2 separate regions of the Gasterosteus aculeatus genome follow, and region 2 is linked to region 1. A link is a contact called in public Hi-C data. All regions are on one chromosome and are shown on one strand. The core of a region is the stretch at or near the end of the contact, and the rest is flanking DNA. Distances in the headings are between cores, read along the strand shown. Region 1 overlaps grip2b (glutamate receptor interacting protein 2b). Region 2 has its middle 4.7 kb from the start of LOC120835425.

Region 1 (6,466 bases), core at 2,426-4,925:
GGTGGAGGAGAGAGTTCCTCCGCAGGGGGCTCATCCTGCTGTGGCCCAGCGGGGGCTCAGCAGGAGGCTTGTTGACTCCGTCTACACCCAGACTGATGGCTGTTCCTGTCATGATGGAGGCCTGCACACACACACACACACACACACACACACACACACACACACACACACACACAATCAATCAATTGGATGATTAGTGTTAGTGTTAATCATTTTAGCTGCCATATATCAAAAGGTAAATGAAAGAGTATCGTGTTGCAGACTGCTGTGTTGAAGAAGACTTGAGACCATAAACTCATGTTTACAATGTTTACTGGGGGGAATAAATCCAGAGAGAAGTAGAGTCATTTCCTCATAGACGTCTATGGGAGCAGAGGAGTCGCCCCCTGCTGGTCACTACAGAGAAGTAGAGTCATTTCCTCATAGACGTCTATGGGAGCAGAGGAGTCGCCCCCTGCTGGTCACTACAGAGAAGTAGAGTCATTTCCTCATAGACGTCTATGGGAGCAGAGGAGTCGCCCCCTGCTGGTCACTACAGAGAAGTAGTCATTTCCTCATATACGTCTATGGGAGCAGAGGAGTCGCCCCCTGCTGGTCACTACAGAGAAGTAGAGTCATTTCCTCATAGACGTCTATGGGAGCAGAGGAGTCGCCCCCTGCTGGTCACTACAGAGAAGTAGAGTCATTTCCTCATAGACGTCTATGGGAGCAGAGGAGTCGCCCCCTGCTGGTCACTACAGAGAAGTAGAGTCATTTCCTCATAGACGTCTATGGGAGCAGAGGAGTCGCCCCCTGCTGGTCACTACAGAGAATGCAGCTTTATGACACTTTGAATCAACTTCACTCGACTTCGGAGGTTTCTGTGAATGACAACTGTGACCAACAGGTCGCTTTGTGTTGCGGCACGTGAGGGGGGACGGGGGGGTTCTGACCTCGATCTCTCTAAGGAGTTCCGACTGGCCGCAGGTCTCCAGGTCCTCCAGCGCCTGACACCAGAAGCTGTCATCTGGATCCAGCAGAACGCCGTCCACTTGTTGGCCAATAAATCTGTCACAAAGACAGCAAGCTGCTCTGAAATGACGAGGTGAACATACGTGTGGGGAAACACGCATGTTCTGCACGTCCGGGCTCCAGTCAGCTGGGTAGCAGTATGAACAGAGCCGGGGGGGAACACGGGTTTAATCCAACACGGGTAATCTTTTAACGCTCAATGTCCTTGACTGACGAGATTAATTCAGTTTCACTGCACAGCGGATTTTTTTTTTTTCGCCTCATCCTCCGTCTCTCCGCCTCCGCTAGTGTTACGTGATCGCAGCGAACGCCACTATCCTCCCAAGGCTTAGCTGACTCACGCACACACACACACACACACACACACACACACACACACACACTGATTCTGCTTAGTCAGCCTCGCGGGCTCCATGACTCAAACCCCACTGCGACGTCTCCCAGAGACCTGGATCACCAGCGACCTCTCGGATCCAATTCAACGTCCTGCTTTTAAGACTGAAGCAGGTTTCTGGGATGGAAAGTAATCGAACTTTAAGCGTGCGAGAAACAACGTTACTCAAAGTTCTGCCGGGTGAAAACATGGCGGTTCACTCGGCTGGTACAAGGAGACGACGTGACGGCGGTGAGAAGACGAGAAGACGAGACGCACCCAGCTGGTTTGTCCCAGTCGTCCTCGCTGAAGCCTCCGTCACTGAAGGGGTAGTTCTTCCGGCGCCCAGGTGGGGTCGTGGTGCCGCGCTGCTGCTTGGCACTGCGCCACTCGTGGGGGTGGAGGGCGACGCCTGCGGCCTGCTGGTTGTACATACCTGCGGGGGGGGGGAGGGGGGGGGGGGTCTTTGTTACGCTATCGTCGGCCCACTTTGCCGAGCCGCCGGCGGAGCGTTTAGGGGCGTTACCCTGGCTGCCGTAGCCGGCGTCCAGGCCCGAGCCGTCCCAGGACTCCATGGCCGAGTCCACGCTGGGGACGGTGGTGGAGTAGAGCTCCGACAGCTTGCTGGTCTGCTGGCTGTCCGTCAGGTCGTCCTCCTCGGGGTCACTCAGCTCGTTCTCCGTGGCGTCCTCGCCCTCGGCCGCTTTCCTCTCCTCTGCGTCTGGGAGTTTGAAGGAGACGTTTTGTTTTGACACCTTTTACACCTGAGGCCAAGGTGTGTGTGTGTGTGTGTGTGTGTGTGTGCGTGTGTTGTGTCGTGGTGTCGTTACCGTCACTCAGGCTGTCGAGCTGCTTCTTAATCTTCAGGGTGACCGTCTCCCCGGCCATCTGCAGCAGGTGGATGGCTTCGCTCAGCGGTTTGCCCTTCAGACTCACGCTGTTGATGGCCAGGATCCGATCCCCTACGTGGATAGCCCCTGTCCTGGACACGCACACGCACACGCACACACACACACACACACACGGTGAGTCTAATACATCGCCAGCAAGCAGGAGATCAAAAGTACATCGCCATCCACCCAATAACGTGCTGTCAGTCCAGATGAATCTGTCCTTTTCCTTCTGCTTATACAGACTCAGGTTGTGTGGGGGGGGGGACGGGGGGACGGGGGGACGGGGGGGGGGATCAGCCTGCTCTGATGGAGCCGTGTTGTCTCCCCGTGCACCACGTGCACCTCAGAGATCGCAGGAAGAAGCAGTCGCTGCGATCGTGTTCGTTCCGGTCATTTACGGGCTGTCAGCCAACAGGAAGTGGAGCGGGAGGTGGAGGTCACTGCGTGCGTTGTGTGGAAGCGTGTCGGGGGGCCGAGCGGATGCTCATGACTCTTATGTCACGGCCCCTTCGCTCTGGTTACTGTGGTTACCAGTCCTTATCTCTTATTGTTTCACATCTGTCGGGTCGTCTTCATCCTCATCTTACTTCCTGTGGCTTCTGGATGGGATCGTAACACAACGTAACACAATCCAAGTAGAGCAGACTTTATATATACTCTAATATATATATATATATATATATATATATACATATATCTGTATATATCTGGCACCAGAGACAGAAAAGCCTCAGAGACAGAAGAAGAAATGTCCTCCATGCGACTGGGACACATGAGAGGGTGCGAACGTGGGACCGCCGCCAACGCAAACCTCCCCCTCCCAGGACAGGATTCCAGAGCTCTGAGGAATGGCGTGTTCACCGATCTAAATATAAAAGGCCATGGAAACACAGACCAGCTGAGATTAGCTCGTGTGTTTTGATGCTTTTTAAGTGCCTTATCAGAGTCACGCAGTAGAACAACGCTTGAGTGACGGGACACAATGTTCCTCATCGCCGACCCGGTAGGAGGAACATCGTGTCCTTCGATCTATTTAACTCAGATAAAGGAATTCTCCTCAGCGTTGCTGTTGTTGTGGTTTCACAATGAGGATGAAGACAAGAAGTTATGGTTTAATTCCATATCTCGTAAATGGATAACGGCCCAGAAGTAGCGTGCGTGTGCGTGCGTGTGCGTGTGCGTGCGTGTGCGTGCGTGTGCGTGTGCGTGCACCTCTCAGCCAGGCCCCTCTTGGTCAGGCCCGATATCGTGATGGGGTCGAAGGGCTCCTCGGTGCCGGAGATGGTGATACCCAGAGGGCCTCCGTAGCGCTTCAGCTCCACCGTGTAGATGATGCTGCCCGACGTCTCCTGCTCATCTGATGCACACACACACACACACACACACACACGTTAAGACCTATTCAGTCCACCGTGTGATACCGCATCACGTTATAAGATCATGCAAAATGCTTCTACGCAGAAGTGGGTCAAAACTCCTTCCAGAGACAACAAAGGCAAAGAAGACACTGTTTCCATGGCAACTGGGGGAAAAGAACGCCTTGTCACCGTGGAGCATGAACACATAATGTAACATATTTACACCCCGCGTGAGTCCGTGTGCACGGGTCATATCATCCGAGTCATAGTCGGGATTACACGACCTCGTGTCATTGTGTTTCTTTACACGGCGCCACACACACACGTGTTGATTGAATCCACCTGTCGTTTCCAAGAAGTGAAACGGGTCCTCGACTGGTACAAAATGTAAAACCCAACCAGCATTTATCATCTCAGTCCATTCCTTCCTCTTCCTTAACGCTACGGGTCTCGGGGCCTTTAATAGATTGCGTTTAGGCGCACGTCTCTGATTGACCACGCAGGAGCCGCCTCAGGAGTCCAGCAGAGGGCGACAGCGGCCCCCCGTGGCCAACAGCTGCTACTGCATCTCCTCAAAGCTGCTGCTGAGCCAGGCCAACATGTGTTTAACCACATATAAGAAACAACAAAGCATCTGGAGACGAGTTTCCCTCGTGGAATCACCCCCCCGCCCCGTTTACCCGAGTTGTCTTCGTCTTTGCGTATCTTCAGCTTCACCAGCTCCTCGCACTGCTGCAGGATCTGCTCGGCGTCCTCCCTGGAGCAGTTCTCCAGCCGCACGTTGTCGATGGCCAGCAGCTTGTCGCCGGGCTCCAGCGTCCCTGTTCTGCAGGAGGGTGGAACCGTGTTAGCACTCGCAGAGCGGCGGTGCTGATCAGCAATCGGTGGACTGAGGTACCTGTGGGCCATGCTGCCCTTCTTGATGTCAGAAATGATGAGCGCCTCTCCTTGCTTCTTACTGGCTGCGGACGAGGACGACATCACACGGTGACACAGAGCGTTGATTTCAAATATACACAAGCCACATTATTGTTAACGAATATGATAATAGTTACAATGACAATATCATAACAGAAGATCCTCCTCCTCCTCCTCCACCCTGTAGGATGCAGTTTAATACGTGATGATACGTTGATCTTTCTCTCGGATCATTACAGCTGTATATAAATATACATACTATAGTGTGTTATTAAGGTGTGCGGGTCCTCTCCCGGTCAGCAGTGAACTCTTATACTCAGAAGGTGGCTCCATCGCACCATCCTCTGCCTCAGTTATTCACACAGCAGCATCGTGAAGTCAAAATATAAACCTCTTTTTGATTTGGCTCATAAATGCAGCTTGATGCCACCAAATATCACTTTATGATGTATTATTACAGATAAAGTAATGAAGCCTTCACATTGTTACACAACTACGTTCACTCTTAGTGCATCGACTTTATTTGAATTCTAATACTTTTACTTTGACGTACAGTGGAGTACTTCTACACAGTTCTCTCTGTAATACTTATTGATGTACTTCAACGTCTTCTATCCAAATATTCAAATCAGCTGTCACTCGCCAATGTCACGCTCGCCCGACCGGAGGCCGATCACGGCAAGGAAGAGGCGGGCTTACGTTGCCGGTGACTTCCTGCCTCGACATCGTTGAGGTGATTGACAGCTACGGCGAACCATGTGGCGTGCGTGTTCTTACCACTGATGGTGAGCCCCAGCTCCACCCCTCTTTTCTTGGGCAGTTTGACGTGGAACGTCCCGCTGCTCGGCACCACCGACTCTGAGACACAAACACACGCGACAATACGAACACGTCCTCTCCTCTTTCGTTCCACAGACGTTGCTGTGCCTCAGAGCGCCAGCAAGTAGACGACGTTTAACACGTTATTTTCAGAGTAACGGTCTCGCTGGGGATTCGCCGGCATCGCGGTTCAACGGCAGGCTGAGGAACTCTACCTCTGTTTAGAGATAATGACTTCTGACTCATTAAGTGATGCAACATCATGAAAGGCAACAAAGGAAAAGGCGGACGAGTAACCGGCGAGCTGCGATGAAGAGGAGATCACGAGGAGCAACAGGTACTGATAAGAGGTTTGCATGTATAGACGTTGCAACGAAGCTCCGTGTTTATATTTCAGCTTCTGCTTCCTGTCACGTGAGGACTCAACGGGCTTTAGAGTCACAATTAAACAAGCGTGTGTGTGTTTTTATCTTTAGCGGTCAGAAGGACTCGCCACGCTCAGCGGGCTGAACACTGGCTTTAAATGGCGTTAAACACCAAGGAGGAGCTTTGACGGGCATCGTGGACAACGGGAGACACACTGCGTCGACGCGTCAATGAGCTTTTGCCGACAGCTTCGGCCTATTTCCACCGACTTCACGGACCTGCAACGTCGAACTCTACGTCCAGCGAGACCTTGTTGGTCAGCGCCGCGTCCCGCAGCAGCTGATTGGCCTCCTCCAGGGTTCCGTCTTCCGTGGGGATCCCGTTGATTGACAGGAGGCGGTCTCCGACCTGCAGCAGGCCGCACCTGCAACGGGGGGGGGGGGGGGGGGGGGGTTACCGCGGCGATGAGGAGGCGAGGAAGCATTCGACGGCCGGGTCGATACGCAGCGGTTTAGGCAGCCATGATATCCACATATCCAGGAGGCCACTGGTGGGCCAATAAGGGATCATCGAGAAAAACATTCAGAAATAAAACATGTTTATCATCCGTGACTGTTTGAATGTGATGAAACGCTCACTAAAGGGGAAAGCAGAAGGGAAACGCGGCGGCGTACTAATCCTCACAGTGAGAATGTCTGTGATTTTGTTAAACAGAAGAAAGCAGAAGA
Region 2 (6,466 bases), core at 2,891-5,390, 110 kb before region 1:
CAATACGACTACAAATAGCAAAAAGACCATAAGGAAACCCAAAAAACCTCAAGTGACTTAAAAAAAAGAAGCAAGGGAACTATGAACACCTAAAATGAAATTAATGAGACCAGAAACTGTCTCAAAGTGACAACAAAGAGATTCAAGACAACTACTAAAAGGAGAACCAAAATGACAACTACAATTACACAACTACAGACACAACATGAGTAAAAGGATTACAAAGATAGGAACACCCGTAGTGAGGAGCAGTCGATTTTCAATAATATTACTTTTTATTAACTGAATATGTCAATTTAGAAGGTGGCGAGTAGTAAAATATAGAACCTATAAAAAACCTATAAAGTAAAAAATTAGAATGATTTCAAAATACTCGAACCAATCTCAAGAAAAGTTTCTGCACTTCAGTGTAACGGCCGCTAGGGGGCGGTGACGTCACCCGGTAGCTTCACTCGGGCGCGCGCGGCTCCAGGAATTTATGGACATTCGTTTCTCGAATTCTTCTGTATATTCTGCATATTCATATCCTTGATTTGTTTTTAGTTATTTCCCTTAATGCCCCTTTTAGGCAAAAACAAAACTGATTGGTTGTACGTGTGTCTGTAACTAGAACTCTCATTCGATCCTACAGACAATTAAACATTAAAAGATATAAAAGGAAGATGAACCAAAAAAGGACAAAAAACTCTTATGAATAAATGGAATAAACAAATATAAAAAACACGTCAACCCCAAAAAAAGGCTTTTAATCATAAACTTTTCTTCTTCCAGTTTATTACCACACACCTTAAAAGTGACGTGTGCCTCACATGGTAAACCAACATTTAGATATTTCAAAACTATAAATGTGTTAATAAGATAAGACAGTTAAAATTTAATGAAATAAGGTATAAGCGGATTAAATAATCAAAACCAACAAATAAGACATCTTACTACTCGCCGTTGTGTGTAAATACTACCAGGAGGATAATTGTCACCTGAAAAAATAACTTAGAGAATAGAAAAAACACCTTTATCATAAGGAAAAGTAGTTATAATTCTCCCCCAGCTGAACCAGTTCACTGTGACCCAGAACTGGAATAAATTTAGATCGTCTTTGTCTTCCGCGGGACACGTTGAATCTTATAAATGCTCCACATCCATTTTGGGTAATGAAATGTTTCAATCAATACTCTAAAATAAGTTCTTCCTTTTCAAGTGCGTCGTTTTAATTGAACGTTTTGAGAGACTTGCAGCGTTGAATCCTGTCTGGGGGAAAGTTCCTCCCTCTCACCTCATAGAATTGAGATCATTTGACACGTCTTAATCTTGATTGGCCGGTACGACTTCACCTAGATTTGACTTTTGTTTCCTGCCCCCGGTTGTTGTTCCTCCAGAGGCGCCGGGTTCAGTTCTGATCAAATCAAAAGACCCGACGTGACGTAAATACTTCAATCATCTCGGACAAAACTTCTTTAGTGCAGCAGAGTTTCAGTGAATTTCAGGGATGACGTTGTTGTTTCCAGGGCAACTCGGCGGGATTTAGGGGCGGAGCCTCAGCCCAGTCAAACAACCACTACGGACGCAGTTCATCATGGCGTCTCCCCCCCCCCCCCACCATCCCCCCCCCCACGGCGGCTTGTGGGCCGCGGTCATGAACCCCGGTTCAGGGACTCTGCCGTCGCCATGTTGGAGCGGCCTGGCCGCGATGCACAGGTCCCCGCAGGCCTCGATCAACGCCGAAGGCCTCTTCGCTCCACGCGCCGCGCCGTCCACTAACGTGCAAAAAGACACCCGCAGAGAAGTGGAGGGAGTCACAGGTTTCCCAACGGCGGCTTCCGGGAGACGACAGGAAGCAGAACCAGAGGGACGAATAAGAGACGAAGACGTGAGGACGAGAGAATCCTTATTGAATGTGCACTTGAAGGACACGTTCTGCGAGTTTGGTCCGATTGGCTCGAGAAGCGTCTCCTGAGTCCCTGTTTCTGTCCACTGTGATACTTTTATTTTTTTGGAATGCAAAATAAACGTCTGTTTTCACAGAAATATTCAGTCTGTCTTTCAAAATAAAGGCCCGGCGTGGGTTGACTTGGATCAGGAAAGGATGAGGACCGAGGGCTGTACCGAGTCCCACAGAACCTCCCAGCATTCACAGCGAAGGTTACAAAAAGGAACGAGCTGTCATTCGTAGATATTATTTCTCTGTGGCTCATCCACATAGCGAGGGACTGATGCGTTGGACGTGTCCGACAAACGCAGATCTGTCTTTTGTTTCCTGAACCAAAAAAAACACCTTCCACGTCACTTCCAGCGAGGAGCCTCGACGAGCCGCCATCGAGGAGCGCGAGATACATCCTCCCTTGGAGCATGAACCCCGTTACCACAGTGTGCGTTTCTATCTACAGTGTGCGTTTCTATCCACGGTGTGCGTTTCTATCCACGGTGTGCGTTTCTATCCACGGTGTGCGTTTCTATCCACAGTGTGCGTTTCTATCCACAGTGTGCGTTTCTATCCACAGTGTGCGTTTCTATCCACAGTGTGCGTTTCTATCCACAGTGTGCGTTTCTATCTACAGTGTGCGTTTCTATCCACGGTGTGCGTTTCTATCCACAGTGTGCGTTTCTATCCACAGTGTGCGTTTCTATCTACAGTGCGCGTTTCTATCCACGGTGTGCGTTTCTATCTACAGTGTGCGTTTCTATCCACAGTGTGCGTTTCTATCCACAGTGTGCGTTTCTATCTACAGTGTGCGTTTCTATCTACAGTGTGCGTTTCTATCCACGGTGTGCGTTTCTATCCACAGTGTGCGTTTCTATCCACGGTGTGCGTTTCTATCCACGGTGTGCGTTTCTATCCACAGTGTGCGTTTCTATCTACGGTGTGCGTTTCTATCTACGGTGTGCGTTTCTATCCACAGTGTGCGTTTCTATCCACAGTGTGCGTTTCTATCTACAGTGTGCGTTTCTATCCACGGTGTGCGTTTCTATCCACAGTGTGCGTTTCTATCCACGGTGTGCGTTTCTATCCACAGTGTGCGTTTCTATCTACGGTGTGCGTTTCTATCTACGGTGTGCGTTTCTATCCACGGTGTGCGTTTCTATCCACGGTGTGCGTTTCTATCCACGGTGTGCGTTTCTATCCACGGTGTGCGTTTCTATCCACGGTGTGCGTTTCTATCCACGGTGTGCGTTTCTATCTACGGTGTGCGTTTCTATCTACGGTGTGCGTTTCTATCTACGGTGTGCGTTTCTATCTACGGTGTGCGTTTCTATCCACAGTGTGCGTTTCTATCTACGGTGTGCGTTTCTATCTACGGTGTGCGTTTCTATCCACGGTGTGCGTTTCTATCCACGGTGTGCGTTTCTATCCACGGTGTGCGTTTCTATCCACGGTGTGCGTTTCTATCCACAGTGTGCGTTTCTATCTACGGTGTGCGTTTCTATCTACAGTGTGCGTTTCTATCCACGGTGTGCGTTTCTATCCACAGTGCGTGTTTCTGCAGGTCCATGTGCACGATGAAGCCGTTGTGTAGAACCTAATATTTTGGATCTACTGTGCGAATACGTGTGAACGATTACACGTATGTGTGACACTCATGAACAAACGGAAGTTCTTCCCTCAGCGGTTCTCAGTCCAGAAAGCAGCAGGTTCCTGTTTATTTGGGGACTGTCTGAACACAGGAACAAAAGAGGACGTTGAACCGGGGGGGACGGGGGGGCGCTGTGTCTTTACGTCAGGCAACGTGTTTATTCTTAAAATAACACGCGTGTAATGAGACAAAGTTTTATTAATCACAGTTAGTGATATAGACTTCTACGGTCCAGAGAACTGGAGGTTATGATCTGAAACGAGAAGACAGTCCCAAAAAAATATAAGAAAACATCATTGAGAAGCCCGACGACAGAAGACAAACAAATCCTGAACCTTGTTAAGTGATCTCAGGAAAACTATGGTGGAAACTTAACTAAAGTAAACTACTGAACCAGAATCAGGGACAAGTAGAGTCATTGAGCTAAAGAGACACAAACCCGGGGGGTGAAGTCACTTTGACAGACGGTGATTTCTAACGACTAATAAGCCGTTGTTAGTCTGAGTGAAGAGGAGAACAAAAGCAATAAAGGCTCCGCTTGGTGACTCACCGCGTCGCCGTGGAGACGGCCGGGCCCCGTCTCCTCCATCCCAGGACGCTGTCTGCGGCCTTCTGGGAAATCTGCGAGGACGAGCACATGGCCGCGCTCGCAGCTGACTGTCGACTCAGCGGAAAACACGATGAGCTCCTGGAGAGGAGGAGCGGAGTGTGTGTGCGTGTGTGTGTGTGTGCGTGTGTGTGTGTGTGCAGCTTGGCCTGCTATCAACAACCAGTAACAACAGAGAATTTAAAGCACAACTCGAAAATGTACAAATTCTTTGCATCAAAAACCAGCTCGCAGACTTTTATTTAGCATAAAAAAACACAAACATGGGATGAATTTGTAGAAACGAACGCTTTAAAGATGAAGCAGCTGCTCGTGAGCCTTTCTGGCTCCTCGTGTAACGTCAGTGGTTTCTGGGTCTCTTGGGTTTCCGTTCCGCTCCCTGATAAAAACTCAAGTCACATTTACATTTATTAATCATACTGAGGGTATTTTAGTACACGAAGGATCCGCATATGAAATATCATCCGGGTCAGAAAATGGTAGAACGTGGACCAAGGGAGGACCGGGACAAAGGGACAGAGCGGGACAGAGAACGACAGAGATGGACAGAGCGGGACAGAGCGGGACAGAGAACGACAGAGATGGACAGAGATGGACAGAGCGGGACAGAGAGGGACAGAGAACGACAGAGAGGGACAGAGATGGACAGAGCGGGACAGAGAGGGACAGAGAACGACAGAGAGGGACAGAGAACGACGAGTCTGAGCTCCAGTTTCTATAAGCTGTCCGTCTGAGGCCGCGCTCCACTTTCTCTCTAAATTTAGGCTGAAATGTCCTCAAAGAAATCAGCCGCTGCAGAAGAGTTACGAGCTCGAGGTTTGCCGTCCTGGGACACACACGCACACGCACACGCACACGCACACACGCACACCCGCGTTAGCGCGTCTCTACTTCTGAGGACCGTCGCTGCCGTGATGCATAAAACGTGTCTGACTCACGATTCATACTTTCCGTCTCCGAGGGTCCACGAGGCTCCTCGTCCACGTCGCCTCCCCCTCGGCGTGGACGTCCGCCTCCAGCAGACAATCTATTTCCATCAACGCCATTTTCTTTTCACCCGTTAGCAGCGCAGCTAACTAGCCAGCCGCTACATGAGAACGATTTCATTTGAAGAAACCTGTCACACTGTCATTCCCAGATCGGTGACATCGTTCTTTCGCCTTATTTTCTGTGGTGGGATTATAATTCCTAATTAAAGCATGTCTGCTGTCTGCTGGTCTGTCCAACGAAGACATGAAGGTCCACTGTCCCCAGATGGGAAGTCCTTACGTGTCCTCTAGCACAAAGACTGAGATGTACCTTTTGGCTTATTGATGTCTAAATGTCTAAATGTCTCCACCATCTTGTCTCGCGTCTGCCTGCAAAAACCACGATGGCGACGGCCAAATGCACATTTTCTTATTTTAAAGAATAAAAACACTTTCACGTCCCACACTTTATTCTCACACAACCTTTGTTTTATCGATTCACACCTGGAAAAGCTCCGATCCACACTGGGCAAAGTCTGCCAGCCAGAAACCGCTCAGCAACAGGGGTCGTGAGAGGGAACTCAGACAGCTTGTTACACAAACATGACATCCGGATCTCGCAAATCGCGCTGAGGTACGAAGGAAAGACACAGGCCTACGGGCCTCTAGCTACAGGGGGTTAGCCTTTAGCTAACCTTTACCACCTAAATGTCGCACCTGCAAATGACGAGCGTCTCTCCAGCTGTTTGCGGCGGGCAGCTGGACCCTCCTGCGCCGTCTCAGCCCTGCGGGATGGTCCCCGTCTGCGGGGGGGCTTCAACATTCAAAAAGGAACCGCTGACATTCACGGGCCGTTTTGTTTTGGAGGGGGGGTTGGTTTTCGGCAGCGGGGGGTGTACGAGGTGCAGGTGCAATGTTCTGCCTGTGAAGAAAGACCATCAATACTTTGCTGTCAGACGGCCTTCGAGGATGTGGCTCCCACTTTATTTCCTGTTAAATGAAGAAACCTCCGGAATCATTTATTGCCATAATATGTAATAATAATGAAAGCAACAAGCTCAACGACATTAAGAAGGATGACGTGAGAGCAGCAAAAACCGGAAGCATCCGCTGAAGTCATATTCTGTGGATTGCAGGGAGACGTGTTGTTGTGGACCATAAAGTGGAGTACGCCGCAGGGCGGGGCTTACAGTGAGTGACAGGTCGCTGTCGCTCCTCCCCGTCCCAATTATGGCGGAAACAAACACGCGCGTGATCCAACATGGCGACCAACGCGATAAACTTTGGAAACACGTGCAGTCAGCTCGGCGCGCAGAATCTGC

The links. Hi-C and Micro-C count contacts between places; a contact is called where the count stands out from the background.
Region 2: a contact with region 1 is called in a Hi-C map of skeletal muscle, with 4 times the contacts expected there. The contact joins two enhancer-like sites. A contact is called at or near these places in 3 of 6 Hi-C or Micro-C datasets (skeletal muscle and whole body).

Annotation. Positions count from the first base shown.
Region 1 is chr17:1,499,445-1,505,910 of fGasAcu3.hap1.1, reverse strand. It overlaps grip2b (glutamate receptor interacting protein 2b), which reads right to left. Exons shown (of 25, transcript XM_078092696.1): 13 at 6,017-6,162; 14 at 5,331-5,411; 15 at 4,534-4,597; 16 at 4,316-4,461; 17 at 3,490-3,634; 18 at 2,215-2,366; 19 at 1,911-2,105; 20 at 1,664-1,820; 21 at 933-1,047; 22 at 1-121. Among protein-coding and RNA genes, the nearest start is that of LOC120835766, 31 kb to the left of the region's middle. Within about 2 kb of position 3,675, at least 4 of the 9 cell types and tissues checked have open chromatin away from gene starts, as enhancers often do.
Region 2 is chr17:1,606,460-1,612,925 of fGasAcu3.hap1.1, reverse strand. No RefSeq gene overlaps it. Among protein-coding and RNA genes, the nearest start is that of LOC120835425, 4.7 kb to the left of the region's middle. Within about 2 kb of position 4,140, at least 2 of the 9 cell types and tissues checked have open chromatin away from gene starts, as enhancers often do.